Linked DNA regions of Hordeum vulgare: region 2 is linked to region 1. The links are chromatin contacts, called in public Hi-C maps. All regions are on one chromosome and are shown on one strand. Each heading gives the region's core, a stretch centred on a gene start, on an enhancer-like site or on the middle of the called end of the contact. The rest is flanking DNA. Distances are from core to core; before and after follow the strand shown.

What was found. A called contact is a pair of places that touch in the nucleus more often than the background predicts.
Region 2: a contact with region 1 is called in a Hi-C map of leaf, with 4 times the contacts expected there. The contact joins the promoter of LOC123410630 here to the promoter of LOC123407479 in region 1. A contact is called at or near these places in 2 of 6 Hi-C or Micro-C datasets (leaf and seedling).

Annotation. Positions count from the first base shown.
Region 1 is chr7H:248,325,749-248,331,726 of MorexV3_pseudomolecules_assembly, reverse strand. LOC123407479 (cytochrome c1-2, heme protein, mitochondrial) reads left to right here and starts at 2,603. Exons shown (of 8, transcript XM_045100615.1): 1 at 2,603-2,737; 2 at 3,441-3,508; 3 at 4,169-4,371; 4 at 4,534-4,813; 5 at 4,902-4,973; 6 at 5,419-5,535; 7 at 5,622-5,687; 8 at 5,786-5,978. The coding sequence starts at 3,449. The coding sequence ends at 5,902.
Region 2 is chr7H:248,785,111-248,790,545 of MorexV3_pseudomolecules_assembly, reverse strand. LOC123410630 (28 kDa ribonucleoprotein, chloroplastic-like) reads right to left here and starts at 3,703. Exons shown (of 4, transcript XM_045103574.1): 1 at 3,237-3,703; 2 at 2,322-2,423; 3 at 1,663-1,944; 4 at 1,156-1,506. The coding sequence starts at 3,641. The coding sequence ends at 1,444. It overlaps LOC123410629 (protein-L-isoaspartate O-methyltransferase-like), which reads left to right. Exons shown (of 4, transcript XM_045103571.1): 4 at 465-895. The coding sequence ends at 715.

The sequences.
Region 1 (5,978 bases), core at 1,354-3,853:
ACATCACATGAACTGGACCGACTGATCTCGTCTCTGGACCGAGAAGCACGTCATCGATCAGCGAGCAGATAGGCGCATCTCCAGAGGGGGAAGGAAGGAAGGAGCACGACTCACCCTGGGGGAAGGAGAAGGGGTCGATCCGATCGGAGGGAGAAGCTTGGAGAAGATCTAAAGAAGCCTGATGAAGTCTGGATGCCGAACCAAAGCATGGGGGAACAAGCCGCCGGGAAAACGCCATCGACATGGAGCTGACCGTCGGTGTGGTCGCTCCCTGGCCTCACCGAGGACGGGAATGGAGTGCGGGGGCTCTCCCCGAGCTCCCGGACATGGTGGCCGGCGCCGGAGGCGACGGATGCACGGATGACGACGGCGACGTGCTATTGCACCCTCTCTGCTACCGGATCTACAACAACTTACCTAGGGAGGAAGGAGAGATGGAGGGAGGTGTGGCAGCGCTAGATGGGGGGACGCGGAACCCTAGGCCAAGGGGCACACACATCAAGGATTATATGATGGCCTCGACGTCCGTGAGCCTCACGGCGTGCTCGCTCTCTCACTGCAGTCTGACGGAAAGCAAGCGCACGGGGTAGACGCCGTGTGAAGAAAGGAGAAGGAGCGCTAGGTGGGCTGCCGAAAGGAAAAGAGAGGAGTGCTGGGCCTCGGGAGAGAAAGAGAGGAGGCCCATGCTGCGCTTGATAAAAGAGAAAACCCGTGGGGTTTTCTATTTAAATCACACCAGCAACTAAAATAAAAGCACAGGCTAAATTGAGATGCTAAAAATAAAGCAAAAAATAATCCCGGTCATAAGGATTTATGAGCTACTTGAATAAAATGTAAAAGGGATTTTTGGAGTCTATAAATATTTACAAAACAGTATTTAATCCACTGTTTTGTGAATATCTTGCACCTCTTAATCAAAGTTCAAAACAACAAATACATATCTCCACAATCACCACAAAACGTACTAAAACATGGACACTTTTGAAACAGGGGTGGAGCAAAAGAATCTTGACCTAGAGATAAATAGAGAGGGAGTTGTTTTGAATCCTATTGCAAACCACAAGCACTCCCTACTATCAAACTACATCCACATCATTTCACACATCCAACATCACACCACCACCTCACATGGAATCACAAAGCAACAAACACAAGACATGGATGAATGGAATGGATGCATGCATGCAAAGGAAAACAAAGCAAGGTGACACATGAAATAACACATGCATAAGCTCTCATATCAATGACAAGTTGGACCCACATAGAGAATGTTCCAATAAAGGCAAGTTACACTCTTGGGGCATTACAGGCCCGTGGGCGACCGACCGAGTGTTTGGGCCGGCGCACCGGCGCAGATCACTGCCCAACCAAGTCACCCCTTGCTCCCTCATCATCCACAAGCAAAGCTACAAATTGTGAGTCCTGGTGCTGCAACCATCATCACCCTTTGATATGATTGACGATGAAAATTGTTGCAACCATTCATGTCGATAGCGACAAAGATATTTTTTGTTCAACCCTCGTTAGTCTTTGGTACAACCGACGATGGGAATTGCTACAACCATTCATGTCGATGTCACGATCTAGGACGAGCGATGATGATAATGACGATTTTGCTTCAACCTTTGTCGACTTTTGTTACGACTGGAGATGAGAATTGCTACAACTATTCACATTGATGATGCGTCCCGCAACGGCGACAACAATGATTTTTCTTCAACCTTCATCGGATTTTGCTACGACAAGTGATGAGAATTGCTACAACCATTCATGTTGATAATGCGAACAATGACGGCGGGCGGCGACAATTTTATTGCAACATTCGTCCGATTTTGCTACAATCGACAAAGGAAATTGCTGCAACCATTCATGTCAATGACCAGTGGCTTCATTCATTCATTCATGGAAAATCATGAAAAGTTGCAACGGTGGATCCGGAAGCTATGACCGCGAGCTCCACATGCTGAAACCGGTGACGAGAGAAGCTGCGCCTTGCTCTCGGTCGACGCCATGAGGGAGCACTGGGAGGAGGAGATGGGGCTGAATGGTGTTGCTACAATATGAGGTGCGACCAGTGGCAACGATCGACACCCTCAAGCCATGTGGAGTGCTATGATACAGGAGGTGCAGCCAGCGGTGATGCGGAGAGGGAAGCGGGGAAGTGCTGCTCTTGCGCGGGAGCGCGCACGTGATGGTTGGAGAGCACGAACTGCTCCGTTGACCAAGTCAGAGAAGGAGATGATTTGGAAAGAAGGTATCCGACAATTCGACGGCTGCAGGAATCCAAATCGGAGGGCTCACATGTGACCGGCTAGGTTTTCGGCCGGTCCACGTATCACTCGCCTTTCTTTAAAAAAGAATGTAAATTTGACATGCCTAAATACAACAAACCAAACATGTGCAGCAAGCCCATCCGATGGAAATGTTCTACGGGCCGAAAATGAAAACGATGATCAAACGGGGTCTAATTTAGCGTTTTGCTTCACGTGCCAGACCGATCCGCGATCTCAGGACTTTGGGCCGGCACGGCACGGCCCGCCTAGATGGCCATACGAGATCCTCGGGGCAAGGGGCCCACGTGTCAGCGTGACGCCCCCAAAGCCTCCTCACTCTCAACGCGTCCCTCACATCGCCACAAAGCCTGCGCCTCCATCCACCTCCCTCCCACCCGCTCCCCACCTCCCGCGCCGCCGCTCGTCGGAGCCCCGCCTCGCCGTGCCAAGTCCGCTCCCAATCGGTAACTGTGCTACGCCCTTCACTGCTTTTCTACCCGTTCCCTCCCGTTTCAACAATATATTACCCGATCTTGTGATCTGCTCCGGTCGTCGCGTGGTTGCGCACGGGCGATCCGGTCAAGGTCTCGGAGGTGAGTGGTAATCGAGCGCGTAGATAGATCGCGACGTTTCTTCTGCGAATCTGATACATTTGCGCCGTCGCACCGTGGTCGTACCGTTAGCAATCGCGCGTCTCGGCTTAGATCCATTTAGGTTCGTTGTTCCTGCGAACTGTAGATATGGAATTTCCACCCGCCACACTTCGGTGAATCTGAGCCATTTAGGGTCGTTACAGTCTTGTCTCTTATTTTTTTTCATTCCGTGTGGAGATCATCATACTTTACTGCCAAACCTGGTCTGGTGTCTGGTCTAATATCTGTTGAGTTTTGTTAGTTTCTAATGTGAGGTAACTGCCCTGATTTTGTGTTCAAGATTTGGGCTTGACGTTGTGAAAATAATAAACATTTTGCAACATATCCTTGTGATTATTGGGCTTGTACCACGATTTTCTCCCAGTCCTCTCCAATATGATGGCTTGGATAATGTAAATGCAATGACAGTTATTCAATTTATCGCTAGCAAGTTTGAATCTGTTGTCTGTTGCTTTTATGATTATCACATCAGTCCAACTTGCTTCTATAACACAGCTTGTAATCTTTGATGCAGAGCCCTGAATGGCTGCCGGCAGGGCCATTAACCAGCTTCTGAAGAAAACTTTTCAGAGCCAGTCTTCTGTAAGTGCTTTCTCTGAACTCTTGCTTCAGTATGCAGTCTGTTGGAAAACTAGCCCAGTATGCAATCCTGTTATTATTTGTTTTATTAGTTTTCATGGTTGTACTCCCATTCAAGAACTCATCCGATTAACTAGTTAACTTGCCGATTAATCCCTACTCGTAGGGTTACCGAGTAATTGATTACCTTGCTGATTAGCCCATTAATCCCCTACTTGCCAGCCAACTGAGCAGCTACCAGTTAACAATTTCCTCAACAATGTTGTACTGAAGTTATGACATGACTGCTCCATATGCTGGAAATAAATCCTTGGCATGCTTAGTCTGTTTTGGTCCGTACTGAGTTTTTTCTGATAGAGAAACCAGTTATTGCTCAAATTCTGCATTTTTTTTTGGGGGGGGGGGGGGGGGGGGGGGGTTGAGGGTTAAAAGTTTGGCAGGGTTACCTTTCCGTGTAAAGTAGAATGGATAGTTCTCAATGCTAGACTTTCGGTTGTGTCAAGCCGTCAACTAGTTAATACTTAATACTACTCCCTCCGTCCCAAAATAAGTGTCGCAAATTTAGTACTAAGTTAGTACAAATTTTGTACTAAAGCAGCGGACGGAGGGAGTACTATTTATGCGCTATGACTGATTGTTCTAACATTATGATCTTTTTTCCAGGGCTCATCTCTGCTTTCTTCATTTCGGGGAAAGCATGAAGAGTCCTCTGCTGGACTGAGAGCATTGGCTCTTCTCGGAGTTGGTGCTTCTGGTCTTTTATGTTTTGGTACGATAGCATCTGCAGATGAAGCCGAGCATGGTTTGGCAGCTGCAGAGTACCCCTGGCCGCATGCTGGCATCCTTAGCTCTTACGATCACGCATCGTAAGTCACCCTTCTTTTATTTTATATATGCATCACATTGAGATTAATATTATGAACAAAATCTGGTCTGTGCTAATGTATTTTCCCAGTAAGATGGTGAAAAAAAGTTAGGTCATTCATTTGAACTGTAATGCCTTAGATACTAACAAAATCTCTGAGCAGAATCCGCCGTGGACATCAAGTTTACCAGCAAGTGTGTGCATCTTGTCACTCCATGTCATTGATTTCATACCGTGATTTGGTTGGGGTGGCCTATACTGAAGAGGAAACTAAGGCAATGGCTGCTGAAATTGAAGTGGTTGATGGTCCTAATGATGAGGGTGAAATGTTCACGCGTCCTGGCAAGCTGAGTGATCGCTTCCCGCAGCCTTATCCAAATGAGCAAGCAGCCCGATTTGCAAATGGTGGGGCATATCCCCCAGATCTCAGCCTTATCACGAAGGTAATAATAGCTCATCTCTTTGCATTGCAGTGGTGTAATATTTCATCTCAAACTTTTAACTTACTGTATTTGATTCATATGAGCTCAGGCAAGGCACGATGGCCAGAACTACGTGTTTGCTCTTCTTACTGGTTACCATGACCCACCTGCTGGTGTTCAGGTAAGCCTCCTGTATGCTTTTTGTCTCGATCTTGTAGCTTATGTTTTGTACTTCCTTTCTGTATGCTCTCTCAGTACCTGCATTAATAAGTTGCTAAGGCACATGGTATGCAATAATATGGATACATTCCACATCAACACACGAATACATTCCACAATCTGGATTTTTGGCTAGTCTGAGAAGACTTATTTACCTTCCCTGCCAATGTTTATTGTTTCTGCTGAATATTCTATGATGGTTGCAGTATTTTATACACTTACTGAAAAACCTTATTTTGTCTATCATGTAGCAAGTGGGTGCTAACTATAATAATAGTTGTAAACCTTTAATTTTTCATACTGTTTACATTTTTTTTGTAATTTCTCCTCTGTTCTAAAAGCTAGCAAGAGGCTGCTAATAGACTCTTTTGGCATTAGTGAACTTATTCTGGCTGATTAAATTATAGATTCGTGAGGGTCTGCATTACAATCCCTACTTCCCTGGTGGTGCCATAGCCATGCCTAAGATGCTTATGGATGGAGCTATTGAGTATGAAGATGGTACTCCTGCAACTGAAGCCCAGGCATGTTGTTTTAACCTTTGTTGGCCCCTTAATGTGTAAATTGTTGTCTTATTGTGCTAACAGTGAAGCATTAAATTCTATCGCAGATGGGCAAGGATGTCGTGTCGTTCTTGTCGTGGGCAGCTGAGCCTGAAATGGAAGAGAGGAAACTGGTAACTACCTGACATTCCATTCATGTAAAAGTTACACACCGTTTTAGTCAGCCATTGTTCTGATGTGCCTAATACTACCTACATCACTTTTTCTCTAGATGGGTGTCAAATGGATCTTCCTACTGTCACTTGCTCTTCTCCAAGCCGCATACTACCGTCGCATGAGGTGGTCTGTCCTCAAGTCCCGCAAGCTGGTCCTGGACGTCGTCAACTAGTGACCATTGTTTCTTCTTTCTATTGCAACATCGAGTCTTTAAGCAGAAGCGATCGAAATAAGGACTTTCCGTTGTA
Region 2 (5,435 bases), core at 2,454-4,953, 460 kb before region 1:
AACTGCCCATGTTAATGTGATTGTTCAAATAAATGTTTATCAAATTCTGCCCGCAATTTACCTTATAGTTTGAGGAGAAGTTTAGTAAGTAAATTAAGGTGGAATTGGTGCAAAAGGTAAGTAAATCAATGTGATTGAGCGGCATACTAGGAACGTGCGGTCAAATATGGCATGGTGAAAAACAAACCGGCTGGATGAAAAAAAACGATAGAGAGACGTGATGAGAGTGGGCAACCGGTTAACAAAGAGTTCTCCCTCGCAGGAAAAGGAACGCTGCTTATTTTTGAAGTAAGTAGGTAGAGAAGAGAAGAGAAAAGTGAGTCTATTGTTTCACCATACCATACGGTTGTTCCCTCTCCATTTCTTTTATGTGTATATTTCTCCTTTTCATGGAATCCCTTAGCAATTGTGCCCATATTACTACGGTGTATCTCAAACTATAATGTTTGCAACTGATGATGCAGATGGTAGGGAAGGCTGGCCCGAGCTTGCACCATATGACTGCATCCATGTCGGAGCTGCAGCACCGCAGATTCCAGAGGCGCTAATCGAGCAGCTGAAGCCTGGTGGCAGAATGGTGATCCCGGTTGGGACCATCTTCCAGGAGCTGAAGGTGGTTGACAAGAAGCAAGATGGCGGTGTCAGCATAAGAGATGAGACGTCTGTGCGCTATGTGCCTCTCACCAGCAAGGATGCCCAGTTGCACTCAAATTGATCGCCGCATTCTGCCAACCAAATGCTATCTTCAATGTGTGAACCTAAAACCTCATTATCAAGGCGTTATGATTGGGCATAAAATGTATCCTGCTGTCGCTGCAAAACGCTGGGGTTCATGGGCAATGTAGGATACTGGCACTTCATCAAAGTATTAAAGCATATGTTTTGTGTTTGACTATCTATTGTACCGTCTTGAGGAATGGCTACCTCTTGTACCTGGTAGCATCTGTGAGCGCGCATCATGCTTTCTCGTAGCAACTGCTCTCGCAATGTTGTTCTCTTGTCAATGGCAATTTGGGGTGGCATATGTTAACGTGCCCTGTAAATTCGAGCGACCCAACATATCTTTGGTTCTGTAAAAATTGTCACGTTGCAAGGCAGACGTAACTGCAAAAGTAAAAAAGGCGTGCTTTCTGTCCTTTGAATACATATATCATATTAGCATTACCAACAAAAGCTTCTTCGATTATCATGAGAACACTAGGGCATCATTACAGTAGCCTACTTGAAAAGTTGAACTCATGGTATTGACAAGAAATTAACATGATTACATCAGCAGCGAACGAAAGCATGAAAAAAATATGGGATGGGAGGAGAGCCAGCATCAGGAGGCTAATGCGGGAGTTTCAAGTGGTGACATGCTTCAGTCTTCTGCAGTAACATTTCAGCAGTGTTCCCATGTGTCCACGAGAAACGCCAAGCCATGCTCTCCGCCGCTGCGCCGCATCAGAACCCTCGCTGTGGTCTCTCTGCTGCAACGTTCACTCGGAGTGGGCGGCCATCCATCTCCTAGAGTACATGACAACAACAAATTAGCATCAGTTCGGAACTTAAATGTTTGACATACACACTATGAAAGTCGATGATTCTGGAGAAATTATTTGCATCCATGTTGTAGTTATGTAGTTTATGAAAATGATATAGTGGTGCTTATGATGTTCTCACCTGTCCATCAAGCGCTGAAATAGCACTGTCAAGATCCTCCTTTGAAGCCATAGTTACAAAACCAAATCCTCGCGAACGCCCAGTTTCTCTGTCATACACGATCGTAGCATTAACTACTTCCCCATGCTCGCTGAACATTTGCACCAACCTAGAGTCTTCCGCTTGCCATGGCAGGTTACCAACATAAGCCCTGAAAGAAGATGCAAACTGTCGAGGAGGTCTCTCAACACGGGAGCCCCTTTGAGCTGCCCTGTTTACGTTCAGAAGCCTTCCGCTGATGTCCTGTTAAACAGAAGGTAATCAGCCGGCTACTCAGCAAAATATGCAACTTATACATCATGTTGTACATTTTTCAGGTTACTGCACTTATTTGTTCATCAAACATAATGTGCGATCTAGGACACCAGATAAGGGATACATGCCAGTCAAGGTGATAATAATCCCTTTTTATCAAGTGATATGTTCAAGTTGTCTCAAGGTACATCCAATTTCATGCGTAATGGCAACATATATAAATAACTTGAAGTCATGCAAGTGATGAAAAATACTCTAAACAATTTCATATGTTCAAGTCAGAGTATGAAATAAAATTCTATTATCTGTGAACTCTAAACAATTCAAAGAACTAAAAAGAAATGAGAAGATTGATATGCACTAACGTAGCGGTTAAACGCCTCGATGGCTTTGTCAGCTTCCTCAATAGTACTCATGGTAACAAATCCAAATCCACGGCTCTGGCCTGACTCTCTGTTGTAAATGACCTGGAGTTGAACAAAGCAAGGTCAACAAAATAAGAAAATCAATCGAGCACAGCACAGCACGCCCGTTTATACAAATAATATCAGACACTGTAATTCTCAAGCCTATACAAGTAATGCAATTTCTATAGGGTTTAACAATAGACAACAGAAGAACGTGAATGAAAAAACAACAGGACTCGCGCCAACAAGGAAATATAAAATAAGTCGTTTCTTGAAAATATGAAGATGGGATGGCAACAAATAGAGACTGCGATTAGCTACCCTAAAATTGCATCAGTTACACAAACACTGATATGCATTTGAATTATAGTGTCTGATATTATTTTATTATGCAAACTCACGCCAACACTGATATGCTTACCATTCAAATTAACATCTGGTTACACACAGTCCCAAACTTGTGCAGGTACCAAAATGTTTTTTTTTTTTGGCGGGAACACTGATATGCTTGAGAATTCTAGTGTCTCATATTATTTGATTACACAAACTCACGGCAACACTGATATGCTTACCACTCAAATGAACATCTGATTACACAGAGTCCCAAACTTGCGTAGGACCAAAATGGTTTTTTTTTATTGCGGGAACACTGGTATGCTTGAGAATTCTAGTGTCTGATATTACTGTATTTGATTACATAAACTCACGCCAACACTGATATGCTTACCACTCGAATTAACATCTGATTACACACACAGTCCCAAACTTGTACAGGTAGCAAAATGGTATTAACCGGGGGAAATCGTACTTACGCATTGCTGTTATTAATTTTACCCGCTACTATTACTTTAGGTGTTGCAGCGGTAGGCTCACCTCGGCGACCTCGACGACACCGGCCTGGTCGAAGAGCTGGGCGAGCCGCTCGCTGTCGACATCATACGGCAGGTTCCCGACGTACACCTTGGCCTCCTCGGGCGGCTCCGCTGTGTACCCCGCGTCCCCACCGGAGGCCGCCACCACGGGCTCCTCCTCCGTCACCGTCTCTTCAGCTTCCTCCGCGTCGGCCCAGTCGAGGCCCGCCTCAGCGGCGTCGGAGGAGGTGACGAGGGGCGTAAGGGGGACGCGGGGGCGGGTGGAGCGGAGGAGCGGCGCGCGAGAGAAAATGAGTGGGAGGGAGGCGGACGCCGGGGCGAGCTTGTGTTGGGCGGCGAACGCGGGGTGGAAGAGCGAGGCCTCCGTTGCCGCAGACATGGCGAGTGTCATGGCGGAGGTGGCCATGGTGACTGAAGGGGATAAGGGGGGGCAGGCGAGCAGGGGAAGGGATTTGAGCTTGAGGTGCTCCGTCCTCCGAATTTGCTTTTTTATACACGCTGCGCTGGGCTTTTGTCGGCTTTGATGGGCTTCCCACATGCTTTCTTGTGAGCCTTTGGATTGTTTTCGGTCTTGCCCCCCAAATGACAAACGAAAAAGATAAACTCCAAGCCAACGAAATCACTAATTAATAAGTATGTATTCCTTTTTAAAGTTACTTTCACCTTTTTCAGGTTGCAACAAGTGACGTACTGCATGCGTGTCACTTGTAATAACATGAAAGTTTTCTTTTTTTCGTAGATTCATATTTTTAAAACGTTTTATCTTCTAAACCGTGCGTCCAAATCTTGAACCGTTTTCATCGTTGAATTTCTCGCGTCGAGATCTTCAAAACTAGATTCCATGTTGATAGATTTTAACAAACTTTTTTTCACCAAAATAAGCATACCAAAATAATCGTGCCTCTGGCGATAGAAAAAATAATAGTAAACACGTGTTTTTCTTTCCGAGAGGCACGACCATGCCTTTCACGAAGGCAAAACCGTGTCTCTCACGAAAGAAAAACCATGCCTCTTGCAAAAAAATGGTGTTTTTTCCTTTGTGAGAGGCAGGCAAAACCATGCCTTTCACGGGAAAAAAACAGAAAACGCGTTTTTTTTCCTTTCTGAGAGGCACAGCCATACCTTTCGTAAAGGCAAGACCGTACCTTTCGTGGAAGCAAACCGCGCCTCTCGCAAAAAAACATTTTTTTCGTAAAAAACCATGGATGTGCCTCTCGCAAAGACAAAATCGTGTCTCTCGCAAAAAAACAGAAAACACATTTTTTTTACAATTTGTTTTGTCAAAAAAGTAATAAAGATTGGTGAAAAACCAAAACACCAAAAAAACTAAAAGAACTAAAAAACCGTAAACACGTGCGAAAAAATAAAAATTAAAACTCAGAGGCAGCGCTCAGAGCATGACATGTGACGACGGCTAAGAACGCGTCATGTGACAACACGCGGGAGTGCTTACTAGGAGGTTTTTGAAGGAGCATTCGCTAACTAGTGGCTCCCTCAAACGAAATATCCTATCGAACGCTCAGTACGGAAAACTGTCGATGAAACGCGCATAGAAGAATACGAGAGAACGACATGGGCCCATTTTCGAAAGGCTTAAAGTGCTATAGGATCCCGGTTTTGGAAACCTTCTAAAAAGTTCCCGAACCGGGTTTTTACTAGGTTTTTAAGATTTCCGATTGTTTCTTTTTATTTTCTTCTGTTTCTATTTCAATTCCTTCTTTTTTTTCAAGTTATTTTCCTTTTCCTATTTCTGTTCATTTTCCTGTACTTTTCTTGTTTTGTTTTTGTTTTAAGAAAATGTTTAAATGCGGATTTTTTAAGAATTTCAGTTTTTCAAATTTAGTTCATAAATTGAGAAATACCTTTCTGTTGGAAAAATGATTAGATTTTCAAAATATGTTCATGTTTTAAAAAATTGTTCAGAAATTTGAAAAAAAATGTTGCTCATATTTTAAATTTGTTCATAAATTCAAAAGTGTTTGGGATTTTCAACACAAATCATGTGATGAAATATTTTTCAAAAGTTTTAAAATGTTCCTTAAAAAACAAATTCAAAAAACGTTCTGGTATCATTTTTGAGAGAATTCCTTATTTAACCATGTTTAAATTTTATGCCCTATTTAACATCGATAAATTATTTTTTTCTCTATATAACAACAATCCTTAATTTTATGTTTTTTATAATACTTTTATTCATTTT